2 separate regions of the Anser cygnoides genome follow, and region 2 is linked to region 1. The links are chromatin contacts, called in public Hi-C maps. All regions are on one chromosome and are shown on one strand. The core of a region is the stretch at or near the end of the contact, and the rest is flanking DNA. Distances in the headings are between cores, read along the strand shown.

Region 1 (6,804 bases), core at 3,515-6,014:
TTTCCGGCACACGGGCCAGAACAGAGGGAATAATTTAATACCTGGGACAATATTTGCATTTTCAATTTTATTTTTTATTTTTTAATGATAACTCTTTGTGGCCAAAATGATCTTTTTTGTCCTTGTAATGGAAGAGCAGAAGTCAGATGAGTGAAACTTGGAGACCAGATCCTGACACAGTCATTTCAGCTGGTAAGCTTGGGTAGCTGGGGCTAGCATGGGAGACATCTGACATTTTATTCTCATTTTGAAGAATCTTTATTTATTTATTTATGCTATTGCTGTGCAACTGAGTCTTGTGTCTGTGTTCGTATAGATTTTGTAGATGTTTTGTACTTGTTTTGTCCCTTAATACACAAAAACAAAACCAAAAACGTGCATGAGGACTGCACCCTGTTCTTGTTCTGCATGGAGTGCCGTGGAGTCTTTGCCTTGGTCCCGCCATATGCTTCTGTGATGCCCTCCAGATCTCCACGTTGCTGTTCTTACGTACCCAAATTTCTATTTAAATTAGGGAATTGCCTTCTGCCTATTTTACAAAGAGACAGAGAGCCACCTTTAGCAAATACAACAAAAACTATAGCATTTCTGAAGTAAAAACCTTATCCCAAAGCCAGCCAGTGTTTATTACTCTTGTTATTTATTATTTATTGTTTTGAAACTGGATGAAATGTCTGAAGTTTTAATTCTGGAGATGCCCAGTAACTGAGTCTTTTCTCCAAAGAAACTTTCTCCCAGAGCTTGTAACTGCTTAATAGAGCATCAGCTAAAGCAGCAAGGAAAAGATTGGGAAGTTGAAAGTCGACCGCTGACCTTGAACATTTAATCCAAAATTTTATAGCCGTATTTTATTACGTTGCTGGCATGATAAATTGCAGTGACAGGTTTAGAAAGGACCTTACAACATGCAGTGGCATAAAGCTATATTAATAATGAGTTTGATTCTGCAGTTCTTAACTTAATCAAAACTGTGTACGCTCTCTTATGGTCTGGCCCGAACCCCACTGAAACCCGCTCTGCCTCCAGAAGACCTCACCCAGCTCTCTCCACCCATCCCAAGCGCTTGCAAATAGCTCTGAAGCTAACCACAGCACTAACAGGGGAAACTGAGGCAAGGAAAGGAGGTGTTTTTCCAAGGACAAGCAGCAAATGGTGACAGCCGAGGCCAGCCTGCGGGATGTGCAAGCTCTCTGCGAGCTGGTTTTGGTGCAGACAGGGTCCTGGTGGGCAGGAGGTGCCCTGACTGGTGGAGCCAGGTGGTTTTCTGTGTGTCCTGCCCAAAGCTCGGTGCCATTGACAGCATTGACAGTAAAGTATCATGCATCGGCGCTCCCTAGTTATGTGCTTACGGCGTTGGTTCCACAAAAAAATTCAAATAGGGCTTTCAATAGGATTTGCCTGGACACGCACATGTCAGCCTGGGTTTCTGTGTAGGCTGGAAGAAGGACTCCACGATGGCTATCTGGCGTCCTGCTGCAGCATTACCTGCGGTGGACAGGCTTGGGGACCAAGCCCAGGTGCTTCTGGCAGAAGCACAGCTCAGCAGCGTGGTGCTGGATGCCTCCTTTGCTTACTGTGGCCACCTCTTGGAGTCCCACCAAGTCAGTGAGCCTCCCCATGTCATTGAAACAAGGCGTCTTCCCACACCAAGGCACTCCCTGGTGTAGCAGCACCATTATCGGCATGGGTTTTGTTAAGGAAACCGGGTGAAGAATGATTTGATTTCTGTAATAGATGGCACTGCAGATTCATATACTTCTCCTGGCTCTCAGAGAGCACTCAAGCCCTGCAAGGTCACCACGTATGTGCTTATATTTTTTATTTTTTTAAATAGCCCTGTTCTAGTTAAGAACGATAATAGCTATAGGTTCGGGTGAAATATTTCTGTATTCGTGGACTTGGTCACAAAGCTTTATCATTTTGCCCTTCATTGGAGCTAGCAAGGTCACCAGGCAGGAGTAATAGAGATGTGATAGACTTAATAAAAACAGAGATTAATAAGAACGAGGAAGAAGAAAGCAAAGGATTTTGGATGGGGAGTTGTTAATGCTTCACATGCAGGTATTAAGCCCAGGAGCAAGTTACAGTCCCCTCCAGAAAGTAAAATACACACACGCGAAGGATTCTTGCCCCGGCGAGGAGAGTATGTGTGTGTGTGCTGCTGCAGGAAGGGGTGTGAGGACGTTCATGCCAACCTGTCCTGTAGCACTGCAGTTATTCTGCCCCTGGGTGGCTCTCCAGTATAAATGCTCTCTTGGTCAAATTGTGTAGGGTTTCTAGGAGGTGGACAAAGCCCCTGGAGGACATGCCCAGTAGGGGCTGTTTGCCTGTAGAGCAGGGTGTAAAGGATGCTAACCAAGGGCTGCTGATCTCAAGGAATAGGTGTTTCAGCTTTGGAGGGAACAGATCTGTAGCTGGGCTTCAAGATGGAAGGGATAAAAGACTGTGGTCCTGCCAAAGCAAAAGCTAAAAAAGTTATGAGGAAAAAAATTCGAAAAACGTGAAGTCGGGACCTGCTGCAGGTGAGCAGCTGTGGGCCGCTGAGATCCAAGCCAGCAGCCTGGGGAAGGCGCTGAGCGCAAGCAGCCGTGTGCTCGGCACCTGCCACGCTGTCCCCTTGCAGGAGCAGTTATTTAATTGCCTAAATACGAAGTGACATGAGGGACCTTGGCTCCTGCCCCGGTTTTGGAGCTTTTGGCCTGTGGCTCCTCCGTACGCTTCAGTTGTGCAGTCTGGAAATTGAAATGCCGAGGCACTGATCAGATAAGATTGCTGGATAAGGACGAGGACGCTTTGTCTCTCTGAAACTTGGGTCTTGCCTGCTTTGTTTTCCTATTGTTTTTTCTTAACATCAGGATGCTTCTGTAGCAAATGCATGTATGTGTGATGGGAGGTCAGGTTCCCTGACTTTCCAAGGGCATGTCTAGCAGGGGAGGCTGCTGCACCTCGGTTTGTGCCCCAGGTTATTATCCCCACAGGTTTTTCAGCTGGCTGTGGTGCCCATGCCTGGGAGACCCAGCACCGCGGAGCAGGGACGGACCAGCCTGATGACCGAGGAGCACACATCCAGCCAGGCTCGCCCATGCCTGGCTCTTTCGTCTCACAGTGGTCATGCTACAACGGCCCTGCTCTGCAGCATTCGGCCCAGCTCTACTAGCAATGCCATCACCCCCTTTAATGTACGGAGCATTTTCCTCACCCACAAGGAGGCAAGAGGCAGCCTCTAGTGACTTGTTAGCTATGGGAGCTGCTATGGCATATGTTGGACTTAAACTTCACTCAAAACTGCTGACTTGCAATGCAAAGCAATAGTAACAGAAGGCATCGGGGCATTTTAGGGGCAGACAGGTGTTTGGAAGCTGCCCTTTGGGGAATGGCTGAGGGCTATGGGACACCAGGACTGTCACCTGGGGCGCTTGTTTCCTGTCGTTTGTCCTCCAGCCCCAGTGCGTGCGGTTGTCCTGTCTGCAGCTGCACCGCCTGGGGAAGCGAGGGGGTGCTCCTCCACCACTGCCAGTCCAAAACAAAGCATCTGAACCCAAAAGCCAAGACTAGTTATGGGCTGTGTTATTACCAGGTGCCAGCAAGTCTTCTCGAGAAGTCTGGAGCAGGCCCTGGTGATAAACATGTAAGAGCACGAGCCCTCCAGGTGTCCTGGACCTCGGACTTCTCTAGCAAGGCACAAGGCCTGAAAAGCTGCAAGTTTTACCCTTCCCTATCCCTTTCCCCCTGCTTTGCGACAGTGCCCTGTGCTTTCTTGGGCTGTGCATAATTAGTGGGTGCTGATTGCTAATGCTGACCCCCAGGCCTGGATGCTGGTGTGTGCTGGCAGCACGTTAATAACGCGGGGGCACTTATTTCATTGCCTGCGTAACGAGGAGGCTGCTCCGCCACAAGGGGTGGTGCCCTGCTGGGTGAATTACGAGGCCAATGGCAGTGTTGTTATTCCACCGAGGGAATGAGATTATTACTGAGGAAATCACAGGCCTGCTCCTCTTGTTGTTTTACTACTAGCGTAATAACAGACCTTGTTTTATTAGGATAAATGATTTTCCCCTTTTCCTCCCAGCTCCTCCTCACGTCCCCAGCGACTCCACGTAGTCAGCTCCAGTCCTGTCTGGTCGAGCTCAGGAGCTTTATCTGTGTTTTCACAGCAGTTTGGAGACTAAGAACTATCTGGGCAGTTCTTCTGGCGTCTCTGCACAACGACAGCTCCTGTCACCACAGGAATCTGGGAGAAGCTGAGCAGTGCCTGCAGCCCAGCACTGGGGACAGTGGTGATCCCAAACCTGCCACCACTGGGGCTCGGCACCGTGGGCTGCTTTAAAGAGTTGCTGTTTTATCATCTGCACGGCCATCGACCGCTCTTAGCAGCAGAAACACGGTGTTTGCGGTGGCTCCGTGCCACTTCGCACGGTCAGAAGGTCAGCCTTGTGAAATCTGGAATAAGCCGCACGTTGCACAGAGGCCTCTGGGGCGCGGGGCTGCCTGAGCCCTGCGCTGAAATATTTCAACAGAAATTCAGCCAGGCCAGGTTCTGCCGACTAGGGGGAAATTCATTTCTGTTAGTATTAGGTTAAGTTAAAAAAAAAAAAAATCACAAACCAGACAAATAAGGGATATAGATGTGGTCAGAGGTATGGGAGAGAAAAATGCTTTAAACAGAGCCCTTGTTAAAAACAAATTGGTGTTTTGCACCAACACTGGAAGTTTTGCACCTCATAAAAAATTCATAAGCCTTACTGAGAAAAACAGAAAAGCAATTCAGGTGTCTATTTTTTGAGCACCGTCATACTTGCAGGAGTTTAAGCCAGTCTGGATTGATATTTCTTGTTAAATGCTGCGTCTGTGTTACCATCCTGCCCGGATCATAGTTCAGTGGCTCAAAAAGAATAAATGACAAGATGGTCTGGCTGCAGGGGGGAGCGGACGGGAGAGCCCCGGGTGTTTTGCATTTTCTTTATGGCCTTACAATCTCCTCTTCAGGGTCCTTTTCACTTCTGCAGACACAAAACTCAAGGTGAAAAGTAATTGGACAAGCTAACAAATGAGCCAGGGCTTGCTTGCTTTCCCACCGGCAAGTTGCTGTGTTCTGCTTGCCACCAGGATCAGCTGCTTTGACATGGCCTTCCGTGTATCAGCTAACAACTAATGGAAAGCTGCCACAGGTGTGAGAAAAGAGAGGCTTTATACAGGACAGGCACTAAACCAGTATGATTTATGTGGGCTGAGGATAGTGCTTTCAATTACATCAGTCTTCCAGGAGTGCCGTGAGCACAGCAGCATCTTTAGGGAATATTTGGTGCGAACTGTTGCTCTGCAGGCTGCAGAGGTTTATGACAGGCAGCACACCCGCTTTCTGCTCCACAAGTGTCCGGGGTGCAAAATAAGGTGTTTCTGACCTGGCTTTCCTTCTTCTTCCCCAGTGGATGGTGGTATCTCCCCTGAAGAGCGTGCGTGTCCCCCAGCAGTGCAAGGAGCAGAGCTGCAGGCACAGCTCTGAGCGAAGCCAGCAGCAGGAGCAGGCTCAGCTCCCTCCTGTGCCTGTCTCTGTCTGGTGCCATCCCCCTTGCAATGGATGATAAGTGATCTCCGAGGCTGGAAGTTTGTCAGGAAGCCACTTGCTGGGGTGTGGAAGGGGCTGCCTTGTTTCCTAAGGCTGGATGGGTGGGAAGTGCCGTCCCTTCCCATAGAGAAGCACCAGCTGCTGGCAGCCCCACATCAGCAGCCTTGTCCTTGTAATGCAGCAAGGTGCAAGGGAACGGCTGAATTTTAGTTCTAGCTTCCCCGTTAGAAGTTCCATGTGATCTCTGCCACGGTGGGGAGGTTGTGGGGATGATGCTGGCTCGGTGACACTGCGCTGGTCCCCAAGAGGACACAAACTGGGGACACGCTCCGCAGCTGAGATGGCTTTTGTTCCTCACTGTGACTTTTGAGGAACTCTGAAAGCATTCATCAAAACCTCTGCAAGGTCAGGCCAGGTAAACAGCAGCTTCCTGAGCACTTGGCCAGCTACATCTCCTGCCCCGTCCTTGCCTGGCTCTGTTAATTAAGAGACAAAAATCACCTTGCCTCCTGCTCCTGCTGCCGTCAGCTCGCAGGCAGGCGGGGTGGTTTCGTTTGAATTCAAGGCCAGGGAGCCTGTGGTTCCTGCGTGTTTGACCAGGCAGGTGCGAGCAAGTCAAGGTGCCTTGGGATCTAAGCTGCACGCGCTGTTGCTGTAATTGTTTTCGGTGTGGTAATGCACTGCATCTTTATTCTTCTCATGCATGCTGCATAACCAGTAAATGACAGGTCCTGCTTTTTCAATTCCTCTGTGTTTCCAGGGGCTGTCACACTTTTAATTTTTGCAATAGCTGCAAGCAAAGCAGTAATCATGTTTCCAATTTCCCACGACTGTGGTGCTGGCTTTGTTGTTCTTAATTCCTCTCCTTGACTCGAGCTATTTCATGTTCTCTAAAGCTTCCCAGAACGCTGCTGTTTAATCTGGCGTTTGATGGCTGATAGGCTCCCCGCGGGACAAGTGCTGTGGGTGGCATGTGGCAAGGCAGGGCAGGAGAGGTGCCTGGGATCTGTCGGGGGTGACACTGATCACTGAAGACATCAGGGCAGGGTGAAGGGGTACGTGTCTGCGATTCGTGCCCAAATTGGCAGGGTTTGCGTGCCGCAGAGCGCACAGCTATGTGACATGTCGCGTGCTCCACTTTCCCCTGAGAGATGGGACAGCTTCTGAAAGGCTGCTCTTAAAGCCCATGGACAATCGCCTCTACGTTTCTGTAGGTCCAAATGACTTAAGTGGAAGTA
Region 2 (7,520 bases), core at 4,954-7,453, 590 kb before region 1:
AGGCTTCTCCAAAAAGCAGATACTAGGAATACATCACGGCATAACAATGCCCCCTCTTGTAGTTCGCTTAAAATCCTGGTTCCTGAAGCTGTCACACCCAACCCACAAAGACACAAAACTCCACAAAACCCGCCTCCCTTTCTAGGCAGGGAAAGGAGCTCGGTGTTCTTACAGCTCTGAAGGAAAAGTTGTAAACTGCTGAAATTCCTCCGGGGCTTAGGAGAGAAAAGAATAAAAGGCAGGAGAAAAAAAAAAAAAAAAGGAATAATTCTATAAGAATGAAAGCAAGCGAGATGGTGCTTTCCTTTGCCATGCCCAGCTCCTCGGGACCCGACTCAGATGCTGTAGGGCCGGGGCTGGGCGGCACACGAAGCTCTAACCAGGCCCCCTGTCCGACCGGGGCCGTGGGCAGCAGGAGGACACCTCAACAAAGGAAAGAGCAAGCACGGAAAGTGTCCCGCAATGGGTAACACAATCATTTCAGGCTTGGTGGATAAGGTGAAACAGAGCAAGAACTGGAGGGGCGGGGGGGGGGAGCGGGGCCTTGAGCAATCCCAAAAGGCGAAGCTGTGCCACCGCTCCCCAGCAATTCCCACTCTCAGCCACGAGCTGTTACCTCTGATCTGCTCCTGAGCAGGGAGGTTTGGTGCCACCCCTTTGCTCTTCTGCTCCCCCATTACCTCTCTTGCCTGAAAGGCGAGAGGAAGCAGGAGGCAGGACTGAGGCCGTTTCGGGATTGCATTGCGGGGCATTTTAATAAGCTCGGCACATCGCTGTCCCACGTGGAAGTGCAATCCACGATCCAGCCGGAGGGCAGCCTGTACCGCCCTCAAACCTGCAGCTGCTGCTCCTGGAAACACGCGAGCAGCCGGGGCCCCCATCCCGGGGAGGTTCCTGCACGTCCACCCGCAGCCGTGGGGTGCTGCGTTAGCCCAAGGAGGGCACGAAGCACGTCCCTTCTGCTCTGTTGGGCAAACAAGAGCACAACCGACACCACTGCGGGAGAGATGAAGGCTGCTGCAGCCCCAGCGCCTCTCCTGGCGATCGCATCGCGCCTGGCGCCCTGCAGAACGGTGCCTTCACCTTCGAATCATTCCCGGAGATCGCAGGGGGACTCCGGGTGCCCACAGCATAGGGAAAAGGCTGGTTAACAGGCAAGCGGGAACAAAAGGTCGAGTGTGCACATTGCAAAGCTATGCAGGCCAGGTGTGATGCACGCAATGCAAAGTACAGTCAGCCAAAGACCTATTTTCAGGCTTAATTAGAATTTAGCTCTGATAAAAGGCCAAACCATCCTCCCATTTAAGTCAATAGAGTTTGTCATTATCCTTGATGGCAGCAGGACATGGGACATTAGGATAAAAAACAGTTCAATTCATCACCTTGAATGGGTGAAAATGAGAGTCAATTCTTTACGGTCCCATTTTATTCCTAGAACTTAGAGCATTGCTAGGATTTAGCTTTATATTTCTTAGAAATTACCTGAGGCGGGACAAAGCGATGCCATTTCCCCCCCTGCATATTTGATCACTTGTGAAGGAAATGCAATCTAGTCCTCCAAAAATCCATGCTGAAATCCTTCTCTCCGGGGATCCCTGAAGCACCCCCTCGGACCCGTGACGGCGGCAGTGTCACCCTGGCAGTGTCGCCCTGGCACAGACAACGCACACGCCTCTGCGCTCAGCCTCCTCCTGCCAAAGCACCGCTGCTCACCACGTAGTCCTGGAGTTGGCCCGGACTCCGTAGCAAGGAACAAAAGGCAGGAGAAAAACGCAGAGGCAGCCTTAAAGCGCTCTGAAAATGTGACTTCAGAGGAGAACAGCTGGAGTCCACATCGACAGGAGCCTGTGCTGGAGAAGCAGGAAACAAACAGCCTCACCCTTTGAAGCCGGCTGCGAGCACAACTGGTTGGTTCCCAACTCCTCTCAGCCTAATTCGACACCGACTTCACCGGATTTATTTATTTCAGGGAGAACGGGAGAGGAAAGAAAAGGGTAAAAGCCTGGATCAATGTAGTAGGGACAAACACCTCAAAAAAAAAAAAAAAGAAAAAGGAAGGAAGACCTCCATTCATCACTTCATCTATAAACCGGTCCCTCATAATCCGTTTAGTTGCTGAACAAGGAATACAGGCGTGTATCCTTGGAGAGCAAAGCTTGCTCCTCTGGGGGCACCACGCAAACTTACATGAATGAGGCACATTTCTGAAAGCAATAAACACTGATCTGGAAACTGTTATCAACTACACGCGTTGTTATACACCGCTTTGTTCTTCACGTGCATCGATTTTAGGAACAGACCATTTAATCCACGCTGTATGATCCAGGCCTAACATTTCAGTGAGTTCCTCTGGTACTGAGCCCAGGCAGATTAGCCCGCAGAACCATTACCAACTGGAAAACTATATTAAAAAGAGAATAAGAAATCGATGTTTTGATATTCCTCCGTTTTTTTACATATAATTTCTGGGGAACATGTATTCTAGTGACTTCCTCTGAACAGGAATATTTTTAATGATAAATAGAAATACACTGAATATAGATCTTACAAATGTCTAGTTCTCAAAAAGCCCAGTAAAGCACTAACTACTCCACAGAGTTCTCGTACGTTTGTATACCTCAATGTGAATTTTTTGTTTGCATTGCAGGAGCAGAAGCACAGGAGTTCTCAGTCTTACAAAATTATAATGTTATTTTTAAACTTCTAAATGGATTTGTATGATAAAAACAACCTTGAAACCACAAAGTATCCCAGTTACATAGTTTCTAGTTGATAAATGGAAAAAAGACCCTTTTTATAATCACAGAACAGCAAGACATCCTTGCTACTGAATAAAACTTTCTATTAAAGGAAACAGTGCTTGCTCACTGAATCAGAGGATTTCACCCAAGTGGTCAATGATGACTGTTTTAGCAGTACACGTCCCACAAGCACATTAAGAGATGCTATATTTACCTGTGCATGAAAACTCCCTTCCTCTCTCCTCTCCCTCGCGAGAGACAGCCCCCCGAAGAGCGAGAGCATTCCCCCGCCGCACCGGCAGGCAGTTCTGGGGTTTGTAGATGTAGGAACAAGGATGCTCAAGGATCTTTTACGGTTTCCTGGCAGTATTTATGGCTGCATCCCGGCTGGCTCGGACGGCAGAGATGCTCTGCAAAGCGTCGTTTCCGGCTTGCTCCCCGCCACGGAGCGTCTCTTTCTCTCGCATTAGGAGCGAGCACAGGACTGATCAGTTTTCCAGCGCTTAACAGATTCTGGCACAGCCTGGCCTCTGCTATAAACAAATAGCCTCGGCGCATGAGACCCCTGAAGACTGATTAAAAGTCAGCCCGATTTCATGAGCACGGGTTGCGTGCGGCCATTCCCGGCGCTAACACACAGCCCTTTGTTCTGCCTCGCTGGAGGGCAGCTCGCGCCGCACTCAGCTGGGGCACCTCCGAAGGTAGGCTCCTGCCAGTGACATGTGCGGTTACGGTAATGGCCCTTAACAGTTCTTTAACGTATGGAAAACTGACACCAGCAATACACGAGTTGATATCGCGGATGTGAAGCGATGCCATTAGGTTCAGGGGAGGAACGTGGGGGCCTTGCTGGCAACGCAGCCGTGCGGGTTTACATGAGCGCAGGGAAAGAAAGCACCTGGGCTGAGGTGGCCACAGGTGATGGACATTAAGCAACAGGATTCGCATTGAAGGAGCTGAGTCCTAAGCAGGACAATGCTGCTTTTGGACAGAAGACAACAGAAGAACTGGAAACGTTCAGGAGAGGTGAGAGCAAAGGGGCCCTGCGCCAAGAGACCCTTCCACCAAGTCCTCGAGACCCCAGGGGACTCCTGCCAAGGACCGTGCTGGGGGGAGGTCTGAGCATTCCTCTGCCTCAGGCCGCTTTCCTGGCACTGATTCGCTTTTGTGGGGTGGGAAAATTCTGGCTGGCTTTACGGTCTGGCAGGACACCGGCACGCATGCACCACCCCCACAGGCACCCCAGCGCCGCTGCTCCCCGCCGAGGGAGCTGCGCGGCTTCACTGCAGCCGCAGCTCTGCTCCTTGCCCTCTCTTTACTGGCCTACGAAAAGGATAATTTTAAATCCAAATTAGGTAGCGCACACTGCAGGAGAAACCCCACAGGTAAAATGATGAGGATACAATTTTTCCTGCGGTACTGAGACATTAAAATTTAAGTCTGACGTTTTTAGAAAGAAAGGAGCTGACAAACAGAGGAGGAAAGTAAAACCGTCCCCGTTTCTCCCCCATCTTCACATCTTCCTTAAAAATAAACAAACAGAAGAACAGAACAAGCCTTTGAGGAAACGACAGCCCCGGTCAGAGCTCACTTCATTACACACCAGCAGCTCTGTCGCCGGACCCTTGGGAACGCCGCCTTCCTCACGTCTGCTCCTCGTGGTGCTGTCCCTGTGAGCTTGACCAAGGCTTGGCCACGCAGCCAGCTGACATCAAAGGATCCACTCGATGTAATTTATTCAATTTTCAACTATTTCATTTTAATGACCACTGCAAAGTTGTGCTGGAAGACTGTAGATGTAAGCCTAAACCGGTGCAATTCAGATCACAGCTTCCAGCCTGCCAAGACAAACTGTCCGCTCAGGCCAGCTCTAAAATCTCATTAATTTTAGACAAGCATGATGCTTCTTACAAGTAATGGACACCTGGCAGCAATCTACTCATCTGCACGGGGCTCAACCAGCAGCAACCACCAAAATAAAACCAGAAGAGCAGTTTGCAGTCCTGGTGATCCAGCTGCAGCGCGCTCTGCCCCTTCGGACCCATGTGAGCGTCGTGCCGGGCGCCTGGCTCGCTCCTGCAAGGTGAGAGCCAGAAATCCTGCTACAAACCCTGCAGCTCACGAGCCACACTGCCAAAACTGCAGGAGTTCCTCCAGCAGGGACAGACATCTCCTTCTCAGCAGGATTTTGAGATTCCCCCCCCCACACACATGCAGGTGAGGTGACTTCCCTGAGCGCAGACGAAGCAGGGAGCTAGTTTGCTTTCCGAGCTCCCTCGCTGCCCCCCTTCCTCAGTTTCTCGTTTCCAGCTCATGCCTACAACTTCACGCCTTGCTCACGGAGTCAATGCTTTCCAAGGCAGATTTATGCCTTGCTGTGCGTACAACGCAGGCAGACTTTGTGCGCGCCACTGCCAACAACAAAGCTCTGCAAACCTGTGAAATACGTGCCGAACAGCACACCACGAGGCACGTCCCACGAACAGTTCAGAGGCACGGTGTCCGCTCCTTCGTGCCATACAGCCAGCCTGATCCTGCCCACAGGTCCCGGCAGCCCCCTGCCAGCTCACACAGGCCGACTGGTAACACCGCTGCCACTGGTGCCTTTAGCTCCACCTTAGCACACTGTGCTCCCATGTAAGCCGGTCTCATTGGAACACGGCAGAGATCAGGCTGAGGATTAGAAACTGCATCTCCAGCTTTCATGAGTTAAGAACATGCGACACGCATTTATTTGTTTAGTTTTTCAACCTAAAGGCAATTTTCCTCAATTCTGCTGTCAAACATTAGGCACTAAATAGCTTGTTCCTTCAGCTTACGCTTTGGTAAAATAATAACAGCAAGGCCGTAAATAGAGTATTGACTCTTTGGGATTCAATAGACTTTCTGCGAGAACCCAGCAGCATTCCTGCTAACTACAAGAGACAAACACGGAGGGACGCAGAGAAGGGGACATCATTTTCCTGTAGCCAAGCCAGGCCAGCGCGGAGATTCGGACCCGGGGCTCTCCGATCTCAGCATGCCATCAGCCTCGGCCGTGCTCTCTAGGCCAGTGACCTACAAGCCACGGAGAGCACACGAGCGAGGTGCGCGCAGGACCAGCCGCTCTCAGCATGGGCTGAGCCAGCCTCATGCGCTCCCCCCCCGCCCCTCGACAGCCTCCGCCTGATACAAACGCACTCCAGCTTCACTTGGGGAATCAGCAACGCTTAGCTCCAGAGACCAGTCCCACGACAGGCCACCAATTAAACTGCATCCGAAGACAGGAGCGACAGGACTTCGTTCCAGCTGCTGTGCCGATGGCGGCTCCCAGAACCGAGAACATCAGCAGCTGGGAGCTGCTCCGTGCACCCCGTGGGATTCGCTCACCCAGCCGGCGTCCCAGGAAACGCAGGGGACAAAATGCCATTTGTGACGTGCAACGTGGGATCGGTGAAGTTTCAGGAGATGCAAAGGAGGGTGATTTCTGGCACCAATGCCAGCCTCCTTCCACCATCTCGTTTTCAAAACGAAAGCCCGATTCCGCCTCTGCCTCTCCTCTGGCGCAGCCCGCTGCATACAAGAGTGGGGACGCGAGCACAGAGCGACAGCAGCCTGCAGGAGGATTTGTTTTATAGCCCAGCTACCGACCAGGTCGCTCTCTGGAAGGCGCTGTACAAACAAAGACTAACAAGACTGATTCCTGCTCTGAGGCACCTACGGTAAGTAACGGTGACCCTCCGCCCCGACCCCCACCGACACGCCGCTGCCAGCCTTTCGTGCCAGGAGAACGCGCAGTGGGTGCCTGCGGTAACTCATACGGCTGCTGTGAGTTACAAGGCAAAGCCTGTCTCACTGAGAACAGACCAGGAGCTTCTCAGCAAAGGGCTGAGCTCGTACCTCTGCAATAGGAGGAAAAAAAACCCTCCTGACCCTTTTATTGTGTGATTAAATTAGGCCAGACCTAACCCCGGTGCATGAAATTGTGTCAGACTTGTAGGTAGTTACATAGCATTTGCATTTAGAAACAAAACTTGAACAAACATGGCCTAAGGGCCTAAAAGCCACAGATCCGAAAATGAACCCAGAGCAAATGACCCCATGTTTTACATCCAAATACTGCCGTCCTTTAATGCATGATAGGTGGGAAGTAAAATACGTATCAGTGTGAAACTGATAAGCCTTGTACGTGAGCTGAGACAAACAGCACAGCAACCTAAGTTAACGTCATTAGAACAAATAAAACAAAACAAACCACAGAAGTATTTGTTTTAAGTGTTAGAGCAAATAAAGGTGAATTCTTTAGGTCAGCATGATTTTTAAGCTGACTCCACATCCTTCTGTAACTGTGTGCTTGCTTGGAACTGAAACGGTTTCCTGCTCGAGAGGAAAGCCAGAAGAAACTGGGCACCTCCGTGGGTGACGAGCGGCGTGACAGCTCTGTCCCCTGCCTGCTGGCCATCTGCGGGACTGAGCATCACCCTTCGCTGCCAAGCTTCCCATCCCAGTGATGGGCTTCATTTGGAAAACCATGATCTACTGGTGAAAAGCACCAACCGGGTTTATTCGTCGTCATGTTTCTTCTTCCAAGCATCCCATTGCTAATTACACGTCAAAGAGCTGTTTTCACACCTGCACAAGCAGCTATCCCACAGCACCCGCCCTTTTAGAGCAAAGACAAAACCACACAAAGCCAGTCCCCGGAGCACACGAGGAATTCCCCCATTCCCACCCCCGGGGCAGGACAGGCAGCCCAACCGCCCTGCACCCTGCAGCTCACCTCCCTCTTCGTGGCACCCT

The links. A called contact is a pair of places that touch in the nucleus more often than the background predicts.
Region 2: a Hi-C map of liver shows a contact between it and region 1, with 2.4 times the contacts expected there. The contact joins two enhancer-like sites. A contact is called at or near these places in 2 of 7 Hi-C or Micro-C datasets (both in liver).

The regions. Positions count from the first base shown.
Region 1 is chr10:8,422,996-8,429,799 of Taihu_goose_T2T_genome, reverse strand. All of the region lies in intron 3 of LOC106035426 (monocarboxylate transporter 2-like), which reads left to right. Among named protein-coding and RNA genes, the nearest start is that of KBTBD8, 35 kb to the left of the region's middle. Within about 2 kb of position 4,764, at least 2 of the 3 cell types and tissues checked have open chromatin away from gene starts, as enhancers often do. A contact at or near this core is called in liver, where this site is marked.
Region 2 is chr10:9,011,239-9,018,758 of Taihu_goose_T2T_genome, reverse strand. All of the region lies in intron 2 of MAGI1 (membrane associated guanylate kinase, WW and PDZ domain containing 1), which reads right to left. Among named protein-coding and RNA genes, the nearest start is that of MAGI1, 200 kb to the right of the region's middle. Within about 2 kb of position 6,203, at least 2 of the 3 cell types and tissues checked have open chromatin away from gene starts, as enhancers often do. A contact at or near this core is called in liver, where this site is marked.